2 separate regions of the Sus scrofa genome follow, and region 2 is linked to region 1. A link is a contact called in public HiChIP or PLAC-seq data. All regions are on one chromosome and are shown on one strand. The core of a region is the stretch at or near the end of the contact, and the rest is flanking DNA. Distances in the headings are between cores, read along the strand shown. Region 1 overlaps TAF8 (transcription initiation factor TFIID subunit 8). Region 2 holds the start of MRPS10 (28S ribosomal protein S10, mitochondrial).

Region 1 (5,066 bases), core at 1,028-3,527:
CTATGCCGAAGCTTGCTGTGCTGTAGCTTGTGGCAACGCTGGATCCTTAACCCACTGAGTGAGGCCAAGGATGGAACCTGCATCCTCACAGATATTTGTTGGGTTCTTAACCTGCTGAGCCACAACAGTAATTCCTGGTTACACTTTCAAAGCAACATGGTAGATTGGGATTGATTCACTTTTCCCCCAAAACCACTTCCACTCCCCAGTTTTCACAGCAGCAGCTGGCCCTGGAATACTTGCCTCAGGCCGGGACCACAGCCTCTGCAGCATCATCTCATCCTCAGACAGTCTGGACCCCTCATCCTTCATCTGCGTCTGATCACTCACCAAATTCTGCCACCTCTTCCCTCCTTGCCGGTCTGAGGCTGCAGCAGCCTCCTGCTCTGCCCCAGCCCCTGTCCCTCTCCAGGCCCAGCTTTCCACAAGCCCCAGCTTCGTCCTTCCTCCCCCGCTCCCCACACTAGGACCTCTAGTCCATCCCTGCGCCCATCCACACCATGTCCAAACTGCCCAATCCAACTGGCCAGGTCCTCTGCCGATTCACCGTTTCTTTTCAATAACTCCTATTTCTTTGATTTATCCGACAAGTGCGGATCTACTGCCTTCTATGTCTGTGAGGCCCTGTGCCAGGCTCTAAGAATTAAGTCAACAGACAGACGTGGCCCCCGCCCTCCTGGGAATCCATTCTAGTGGGAAAACATACAAAGAAAAAATCATTACAGATTGTGGAGAAGTGCTGAGGCCGTAAACGGGGTCTGTGTGCCCGGAGGGGAGACGGCCACCCTCATCACTGCTGCTGCCTATGCTTTTCTCCCTGTCACCTCCTCAAATCTTTTTTTAACTGAAAAAAGTTTTTTTTCTTTTAACAGCCACACATGCAGCATATGGAAGTTCTCAAGCTAGGGATGAAAGACCTACAGCCTATGCCACAGCCACAGCACAACCAGATCCAAGCCACATCTGGGACCTACACCACAGCTACCCGGCAATACTGAATCCTTAAACCCAAGGCTCAAGGCCAGGGATCTAACCTGCATTCTCCCAGATCTAGTCGGTTTCTTAACGCACTGAGCTACAGCGGGAACTCCACCTCCTAAAATCTGGCCTGTCCTTCCAGCCTCCATATCCTCCCTCCAGATAAGATGGATCCTTCCCCTCTTCATTCACGCATTCAACAAATATGTGTTGAACGATCATGTACCCGCGCCAAGTCCAACACTGGGATGTGATAGATATAACTAAGCTGCTATGTTCTCTGACCTTATGGTCTCACTGGGGCCAGACAGCTCACAAACATCTTGTCAGAGGGTGAATCGGGGTCTCGAGAGAAAAGCCACAGTGTTCTCAGGTTGGGTAACTTGAGGAAGGGTTAATGAAGAGATTGCCTCCAAAGGTGTGGAGGAACACAGCACAGGTAGCTGGACCTGGTGGGTAACAGGCAGCGGAGGAAGCAGTTACCAGAATCTGGAGCAAGGCCAATGTCAGACCCTTCTGCCAGGACCTGTGGCCAGGGGTCGCCGAGGGGTCAGTGGGTGGATCTGGAGGGGCAGGTGGAAGGGGCTGGGGGGGTGCTGTGGTTTTTTTTGTTTTGGTTTGGGCTTCCCCTCTTCCCCACAGCACATGGAGTTCCCAGGCCAGGGATCAGATCTGAGATGTAGTTGCAACCTAAGCCGCAGCTGTGGCATCACCAGTTCCTTAACCCACAGTGCTGGGCCGGGGAATCGAACCTGGGTCCCAGCGCTCCCAAGACACGACCAATCCCGTTGCACCACAGCAGGAACTCCCCAAGGGGTGCTGTTTTAGAAAGGGTGGGAAAGGAGAGCTCTCTGAGCAGGACCCCATATGTGTTGACAGGGCCAGCTGCATGGAAAAGCATTCCAGAGAGAGGGAAGAGCAAGCACGCAAGCTCTGAGTCAGAGGGGGTGCTGCTCAGTGGAGGGGGTGAGGGAGGGGCCAGGGAGGAGCCTCCTGGGCTAATCAGGGCTTTAGGTGCAAGTCAGAGTGAGTTGAGCAGGGAGGGCTGACAGCAGCCCATGACTTAGCTCGTCAGAGGTTGTTCTGGCTGGAAGGCACTCTGGCTGGAGAAGCCTGAGAGACACCATTTCTCAGTGGTTATCTTCACGTGGTCTGGCATTTAGCCAACATGCTGACTGGGGTGGGGAGGGGGGGAGTCCTGGCCCCAGGAGAACCACCAAGGCCAAGAGTGACTACTCCCTGCAGACTGAGCCCCGAACCAAGCAGAGAAGGAGGAAACACAAACTCACAGGGAACTCCCTTCCCCCAGGGCACTGGCAGTGTAGTCAAGGAGACAAGTCAACACACGAGCCTCTTTCAACACCACCCACCAAGTCACAGGGACCACGGCCACTGGAGATTAGATTTGAGGACTCCATGAATGCTGTGCTGAGATCTGAATGGGGTGGGCTGGCAAGTGAAGCTTCTGGAAGAAGTAAGGACAGGGGGACTCAGGTGGCCTACTGCTTTGGTGTCAGCAGTAACAAGCCTTCTGGCTTGTAAAGCTTGCAGAGCTGGTCTTGGCCCTCAGGCTGTCCCCATGTTGGGCAGGTCGGGCTCTGGATCAGATCTGCCGGATCTGTACCAGGATTATCACAAGAAAGGGGTCATTTGAATGGGGTGGGGTTGGAAGGGGCCCTGCCCCAGCTCCTTTACGCAGCTGAGTTGCTGATGATCTGAAAGGCTTTTTTTTCCCCTCCCTGGCTGCCCCCACACCATATGGAGTTCCTGGGCCAAGGATTAGATCCGAGCCACAGTTTCCACATTGCCAGATCCTTTAACCCACTATGCTGGGCCAGATATCGAACCTGTGTCCTGGTGCTGCACAGATGCCGCCAATCCTATGGTGCCACAATGGGAACTCCCGGAGAGGCTTTTATTTATTTATTTATATTTCTTTTTAGGGCTGCACCTGAAGCATATGGAAGTCCCCAGGCTAGGGGTCGAATCAGAGGTGGAGCTGCTGGCCTACGTCACAGCCACGGCAAAGCCAGATCCAAGCCACATCTGTGACCTATAGCACAGCTGATGGCAACACCGGATCCTTAACCACTGAGTGAGGCCTGGGATCAAACCTGCATCCTCATGGATACTAGTCAGGTTCATTACCACCGAGCGACAACAAGAACTCCCTCCAAGAGGCTTTGGAATAAAAGGGTCAGATCCTCAGAGGCTCTTACAAGTGTTTGTGTGGGTAACCTGAGCCTGGTCAGCTATTTTGCCTCCACAAAATAGCCATGGTGCCCTGAATTCTAACTCTTTCTTTTGGATTCTTTTTTTTTGTCTTTTTAGTGCGGTACCCATGGCATATGGAGGTTCCCAGACTAGGGGTTGAATTGGAGCTGTAGCCACTGGCCTACACCACAGCCACAGCAATGCAGGATTCAAGCCACATCTGTGACCTAACCACAGCTCACAGCCATGCCAGATCCTTAACCCACTGAACGAGGCCAGGGATCGAACCTGCGTCCTCGTGGATACTAGTTAGATTCGTTTCCACTGAGCCACAACAGGAACTCCTCTTTTGGATTCTGTTATGCATTCACTTATGAATTTTCTTCAGCCACTGAGAGGGGGTCTATTGTTCTTCTGTTTTACTCAGGCTCGTGCTGAAACAAGGTTTTAATTCTCTGAACATCGCCTGAGAGCACCTGGGTGCGAGTACAGAGCAGCCTACACCACGGCCACAGAAACTCAGGATCCGAGCTGCGTCTGCAACCCACACCACAGCTCACGGCAACACCAGATCCTTAACCCACTGAGCAAGGCCAGGGATCGAACCCGCGTCCTTGTGGATACTAGTCGGGGTCATTACCTCTGAGCCACAATGGGGACTTCTCTTTTCTCTTTTAAATTTATTTATTTATTTTTGAAATATAGCTGATTTACAGTATTGTGTTAGTTTCAGGTGTACAGCAGAGTGATTCAGTTATGTGTGTATTTTTTTCCAGATTATTTTTTATTATAGGTTATTTCAAGATATTGAATACTAGTGTTCCCTGTGCTATATAGTAAATCCTTGTTGCTTGACTATTTTACGTATAGTTGTTTGTATTTGTTAGTCCTATACTTACCCTTTGGTAACTATAAATATGTTTTCTATGTCTCTGAGTTTGTTTCTGTTTTGTATATAGATTCATCTCTATTGTTTTATAGATTCCACATGTGATAGCATATAGTATTTGTCTTTGACTTACTTTACTAAGTATTCTTCACTTACTATTCTCTATGACATCCTTGGTGCTGCAAATGGCAATAGTTCATTCTTTTTTATGGCAGAGTAATATTCCATGGTGTATATGTACCACATCTTCTTAAACCAATCTACTGTGGATGGGCACCTGGGTTGTTTCCATGTCTCGGCTATTGTAAGTAATGCTACTGTGAACATTAGGGTGCGTGTATCTTTTCAAATTAGAGTTTTCATTTTTTCTGAATATATGCCCAGGAGTGGGGTTGCTGGATCATATGATAATGAACTAGTTTCTTTTCTATATTTCTTTTTTGTTGTTGTTGTCTTTTTAGGGCCATACCCACGGCCTATGGAAGGTTCCCAGGCTAGGGGTCGAATCAGAGCTGCAGCCTCTGGTCTATGCCACAGCTCACTGCAATGCCAGATCCTTTACCCACTGAACAGGGCCAGGGATAGAACCTGTGTCCTCATGGATGATAGATTCATTTCCACTGTGCCATGATGGGAACTCTTATATTTCTTTTTTATTCTACAATGGGTTAGAGGCAGCTTATGACAAAAACAATATGATTAAATATATATATATATATATATAAGGCGTTCCCACTGTGGCACAGCGGGTTAAGGATCTGGTGTTGTCTCTGTGGCTACATGGGTTCAATCCCCAGTCCAGTGCGATAGGTTAAGGGTCCAGTGATGCTGCAGCTGTGGCATAGGTTGCAGCTGCAGCCTGTATTCAATCCTAGCCCAGCCCAGTGCAGTAGTTTAAGGATCCAGTGCTGTGGCTGTGGCTGAAAAAAAAATTAAAAAGTAGTACTAGGAATTCCTGTCATGGCTCACAGGGTTAAAAACCTAA
Region 2 (4,975 bases), core at 2,180-4,679, 120 kb after region 1:
GGATACTAGTTGGGTTCGTTTCTACTGAGCCATAATGGGAACTCTGAAACTATCTTTTAAAGCTCAGGAATAAGAACTTAAAAAAAAAAAAAAATCCTCACATTAAAAGAACAGCTATGAGCTAAATGTGCAGACATGAAGGAAAAAAAGTGTGACTTCATTTGCCCATTATTTTTTACAGATTAAATGTTTTTCAATATAATACTTATTTACATATTTTTAAGCATTAAAATTGTCTTTATAATTTAGTTTATGACTCAGAGTTGGGAGATTTTTTTTTTTCATTTTCTAACGCTTTATTGAAGTATAATTGGCTTACAATTTTGTGACAGTTTCTGCTGTACAAGTGACTCAGCTACACATGTACACACATCCACTCTCCTTCAGATCCTTTCCCATAGGTCATCACAGAATACTGGGCAGAGTTCCCTACACTACACAGCAAGTCCCTGCTGGCCAGTCAAAGAGTCGGAAAGATTTTGAAATCAAATCTATGGTTACCAAAGGGGAAACATGGAGAAGAGGGATGAATTAGAAGTTTTGGATTAATATATACACCCTACCATATGTTAAATAATCATCAAGGACCTACGGTAGAGCACAGGGAAATCATTCTTTAAAAAAAACTTTAAAAAAGAGTTGGAATAAGAATTTGAAGGTATCCTTCCTTTTGAAGATTTCCCAGCATATGCATGTCTTGGTTTGGCTGGGATAACTAGGTTATAAATAAATTGAGACACATACCAGAATTTACACTCATGTTTTATCACTGCTGTTCCTCATAGTGCAACAATCCAGCCTTTCTAAATCTTTTATTGTCAGCTCCCCCTGGTGGAACAAAACCTATAGTTGTAGGAAACCTATAGTTCCATATATTACTTGTAATTTGCCACTGAGATTTAAAAGTGTAACCTGAGGAGTTCCCTTCGTGGCTCAGCAGTTAACGAACCCAACTAGGATCCATGAGGATGTGGGTTCAATCTCTGGCTTTGCTCAGTGGGCTAAGGATCCAGCGTTGCCGTGAGCTGTGGTGTATGTAGGACGCAGACGTGGCACTGATTCAACCCCTAGCCTGGGAACCTCCATATGCCATGAGTGCAGTCCTAAAAGGCAAAAAAATAAAATAAAAATAAAAGTGTAAACTGGAAAAGCTCAATAGGATCCTTTTCCTCCTTTCTTTCTCTCTTTTTCTTTCTTTCTTTTTTGGCTGCGCCTACAGCATGTGCAATTCCCTCACCAGGGATCCAACCCACGCCACGGTAGTAACCCAGGCTGCTGCAGTGAAAACACCAGATTCTTAACCCACTGTGTCACAAAAGCTCTCCCAGAATCCTTAAATATACTTTGAGGATGAGAATAACAGTTTACTACAAATGAAACTTAAAACAGCTGAGGGTCACCTAAGTATGTTTTTAAAAGTCTATTCTTAGCTTATTGTCCTTCCTCTCTTCTTTACTTGAGATGGACGCAAATTGAAACTTTCACAATCGCCCCTGGATCAAGGGGGAAAAATAAAGAAAGGAATTCAAACACAATACAAGGCAGTAAAAGAAAACTCCTTTCCCACATTTATGCCAGTGGCCACCCCAATAATCCGGTTCTGCAGAAGGACCTCAGGTCTAAGGAATACAACACTTCCCAGGCATCTTCTCCGGGTATAAACCCCTGCTTTAAAAAGTTGAAGCCTAATGTGCTGTTCAACCTACAAATGAATCTTAGGAAGTTCTTAAGTTTTCTTTCTTTTTTGTCTTTCTAGGGCCGAACCTAAGGCATATGGAATTTTCCAGGCTGGGGGTCGAATGGGAGCTGTAACTGCCAGCCTACCTCACAGCCACAGCAACGCCAGATCCGAGCTGTGTCAGGATCTACACCACAGCTCACGGCAACACTGAAGCCTTAACCTACTGTGCAGGGTCAGGGATCAAACCCACGTCCTCATGGATACTAATCGGGTTTGTTACAGCTAAGCCACAACAGGGACTCCCTCCTTTTTTTTTTTTTTTGAAGGCGTAAGCTGTAGTCTGGTAACTGTGTCTTAAAAATAGCTCAAAATTTCAATCTCTAACACCACCTGCCTTTTCTTAAAAACACTGGTTCTTAAATTCTGGTCCGAGGACATTTTCACTGTGGGCTGGAGAGATTAAACTTACTTCCATAATAATAGTAAGACGTTATTTGCAACTTTGCCATTCTGTCACCAGTGTGCAGTGAAGTTTTCCAGACACTGTGGTATAGCAACAGACTGCAGAAGCTGCTGTGAAACCCCAGCTGTCTTCTATTAAGCCAAAATCAGAGATGTGCAAAAACATCTCTTCTCACTAAATTTGTTTCGGAAAATCTAGTTGTACCCCATACAAAGATTAATTACGTTAACATGTAATGAGTTTATTAGTGTTATTTTAATTTTTTACTTTTCTTTTTAGGGCTGCAGGTGCAGCATACGGAAATTCCCAGGCTAGGGATTGAATGGGAGCTGCAGCTGAGGGCCTACACCACAGCCACAGCAAAGCGGGATCCGAGCCCCGTCTGCGACCTACACTGCAGCTCATGGTAACGCTGGATCCTTAACCCACTGAGCGAAGCCAGGAATCCAACCCGCGTCCTCATGGATGCTAGTAGGGTTCCATACTGCTGCGCCACAATGGGAACTCCCAGCGCTATTTTTAAAGGAAAACGCATTTTAAAGATTCTTGGTTGTAATTTCCAGTAAGCTAAACATTCACAGCTAAAACCCACAAAAATAAAAGCTCTCTGGAGTCCTCAACCATTTTTAGAGTGTAAAGGGGTGCTAAGGCTAACTTGAGAACTGATGCTAAAGGTTTTGTTTCTTTCTCCAAAGAACCGAGCAGAGGTTATCCAACCAACTCCTCTGACTTCAGCGACTCTCATCTAAGTCTCAGAAACCCGGCTATCAGCAAGGTATCTCAGTCTGGTTCCGCGGGAAGCGTCAAAGGTCTCATGCCACCTCATTTCAGAGAGATGAAACTTCCTGCCTGTTCTGAGCCTCGGTTTATTTCGCAAATGTGAAAGGCCGGGTCTGGAACTTTCGCTGTCCTATATTCTTTACAGCTTTGACACTCTGATTCTTCCTGTTGCCCTGACTCATTACGTTTTATCCTATGAAAAGAAACTCGACAAAACATCAGCCCTTTTCTCGCTCCTTCCCTGCAAACAACGGGCTGAGATAAGGAATAAATATCGCGGAGGGCTCCAGATTGGCAGAACGACACGCGACGGCCAGACATAGAGGCAACTGTATCCGTAAGTCCGCCTAATACCCTCAGCGCGCCCGGTACCTGCCAGAGACGCCGGGCCAGCGCCCCAAACGCCGTTCGCGCCGCCATCTTGCCGCCCCAGCTTCCCGGGATCGCTTCCGGGGTCACAGAGCCATCCTCTGACCATAGAGTTCCGCAAAAGGAAAGAGTGTATCCCTGTGTTCCGGCTCAGGAACAACCATAGAGACGTGATCCTACGCTCTCTGAGGGTGGGACTGTGAATACAGCCAGCTTCCTTCCGGTCGCAGCCGGGCCGGTAAAGCTTCAGCTGGTACCTGGAGGGATACTGAATTCCGCCAGCGTTTCCCTCTTCAAATTACGGTTCCTGTTTTGTTGGAGGCAAACATAACAAATACATGCTTGGAAAAAAAGTATATATTGATGTCATGTCAGCTGATATATTGACAATGTTATCTCTGAGTTAGTGGATTAATGGTTGATTTATTTTCCCGTTATGACGCAGCGAAGCGCTTGTGTACCCGTGGCCCGCAGAAAGCCAAAGTGACAGCGGGAGTTCGCTCCAAAGTAAGGATTTATTGCAGGGCGCCAAGCAAGGGAGTGGGAGACAAGCCTTAGATGTACTCCAACTTGGTCTTTGAGTTAGGTGGGTTTTGTTTTGTTTTGTTTTAAGAGGAAGAGCAAAACAGCTGGGATTAGTCATTGTCTTGTGACATTTCTGAATTGTAGAGTCAAGAGTCATGATGTCACTGGTTTAACGATTCCCTGGCCAGGTGGTCCAAAGCTCCTGGTCTCTTAGCTCATTTTGCCCTGGAGGAACGACCTGAGGTTGTACTTAAGTGATGATGTCTGTAATAGCCATAGTCTTGGCAGGTTATCCAGGGGCCCTTCCGGAACCGGATTACGTCTTTCAATTGTGACATTCACAATTGGCTGGTCTCTCTTAGCCAGAGGAGTTTTCCCATAGCTCTGCAACTCTATTGCGGCTTCTTCCAGGGCTCTTCAGCCCGTCTCTGCCTTGAGTAGCTTCAGCTGGGTGACAGTTCTGCAGCTGTCAATGATGGTGACATTACAGCTTGAGAACAATCTTACGTGTGTTATCTAATCTGATCCTCACAAGAATACATACATTTTATCCTAATTTAAAAGGTGAAAAAACCGAAGCCCAGAGTGAAATGACTCAAAGTCATTATGATGAGTTAGTTACAGCTGAACCAATGACCATCATCAAAAATCCTAGTTCCGGAGTTACCATTGTGGCTCAGCAGAAACGAATTGAGCATCCATGAAGATGCAGGTTCGATCCCCGGCCTCGCTCAGTGGGTTAAGGATCCAGCGTTGCCATAAGTTGTGGTGTAGGTCGAAGACACAGCTCGGATCCCACGTTGCTGTGGCTGTGGTGCAGGCCAGCAGCTGTAGCTTCGATTAGACCTCTAGCCTGGGAACCTTCATATGCTGAGTTCGGCCCTAAAAAGAAAGAAAAAAATCCTAGTTCAGTGCCCTTTGCACCCCTCCAGCTGACCTCAGTAAGCTCCAGTCTCTTAAGTCTCTTTTGGATGTGAGGACTAGAGATTCCCCACGTCCCCACTTCCTGCAAGAAAAGGAGTTATTTTATTTATTTATTTTTTTTAACATGTATGTGGCCTGAACTGCTCCTGTAACTGGAAAAGTGGGCTCGGAGCAGCTTTAGGGACTGGATGTCCTCTCCATCCCTAAGGCCAAACATGGTCTCTTTATTGATG

The links. HiChIP or PLAC-seq counts read pairs in DNA pulled down with a chosen protein or histone mark.
Region 2: a contact with region 1 is called in an H3K27ac HiChIP or PLAC-seq map of alveolar macrophages. The contact joins the promoter of MRPS10 here to the enhancer-like site in region 1. A contact is called at or near these places in 1 of 5 promoter capture datasets (fetal skeletal muscle), 5 of 47 Hi-C or Micro-C datasets (alveolar macrophages, embryonic fibroblasts, heart right ventricle and 1 more) and 2 of 2 datasets of contacts at active chromatin or transcription factors (alveolar macrophages and skeletal muscle).

Annotation. Positions count from the first base shown.
Region 1 is chr7:37,205,849-37,210,914 of Sscrofa11.1, forward strand. TAF8 (transcription initiation factor TFIID subunit 8) reads left to right here. Exons shown (of 9, transcript XR_002345722.1): 9 at 3,620-3,740. Among named protein-coding and RNA genes, the nearest start is that of TAF8, 26 kb to the left of the region's middle. Within about 2 kb of position 2,278, at least 18 of the 83 cell types and tissues checked have an H3K27ac peak or open chromatin away from gene starts, as enhancers often do. A contact at or near this core is called in alveolar macrophages, where this site is marked.
Region 2 is chr7:37,325,817-37,330,791 of Sscrofa11.1, forward strand. MRPS10 (28S ribosomal protein S10, mitochondrial) reads right to left here and starts at 3,430. Exons shown (of 7, transcript XM_005665997.3): 1 at 3,297-3,430. The coding sequence starts at 3,344.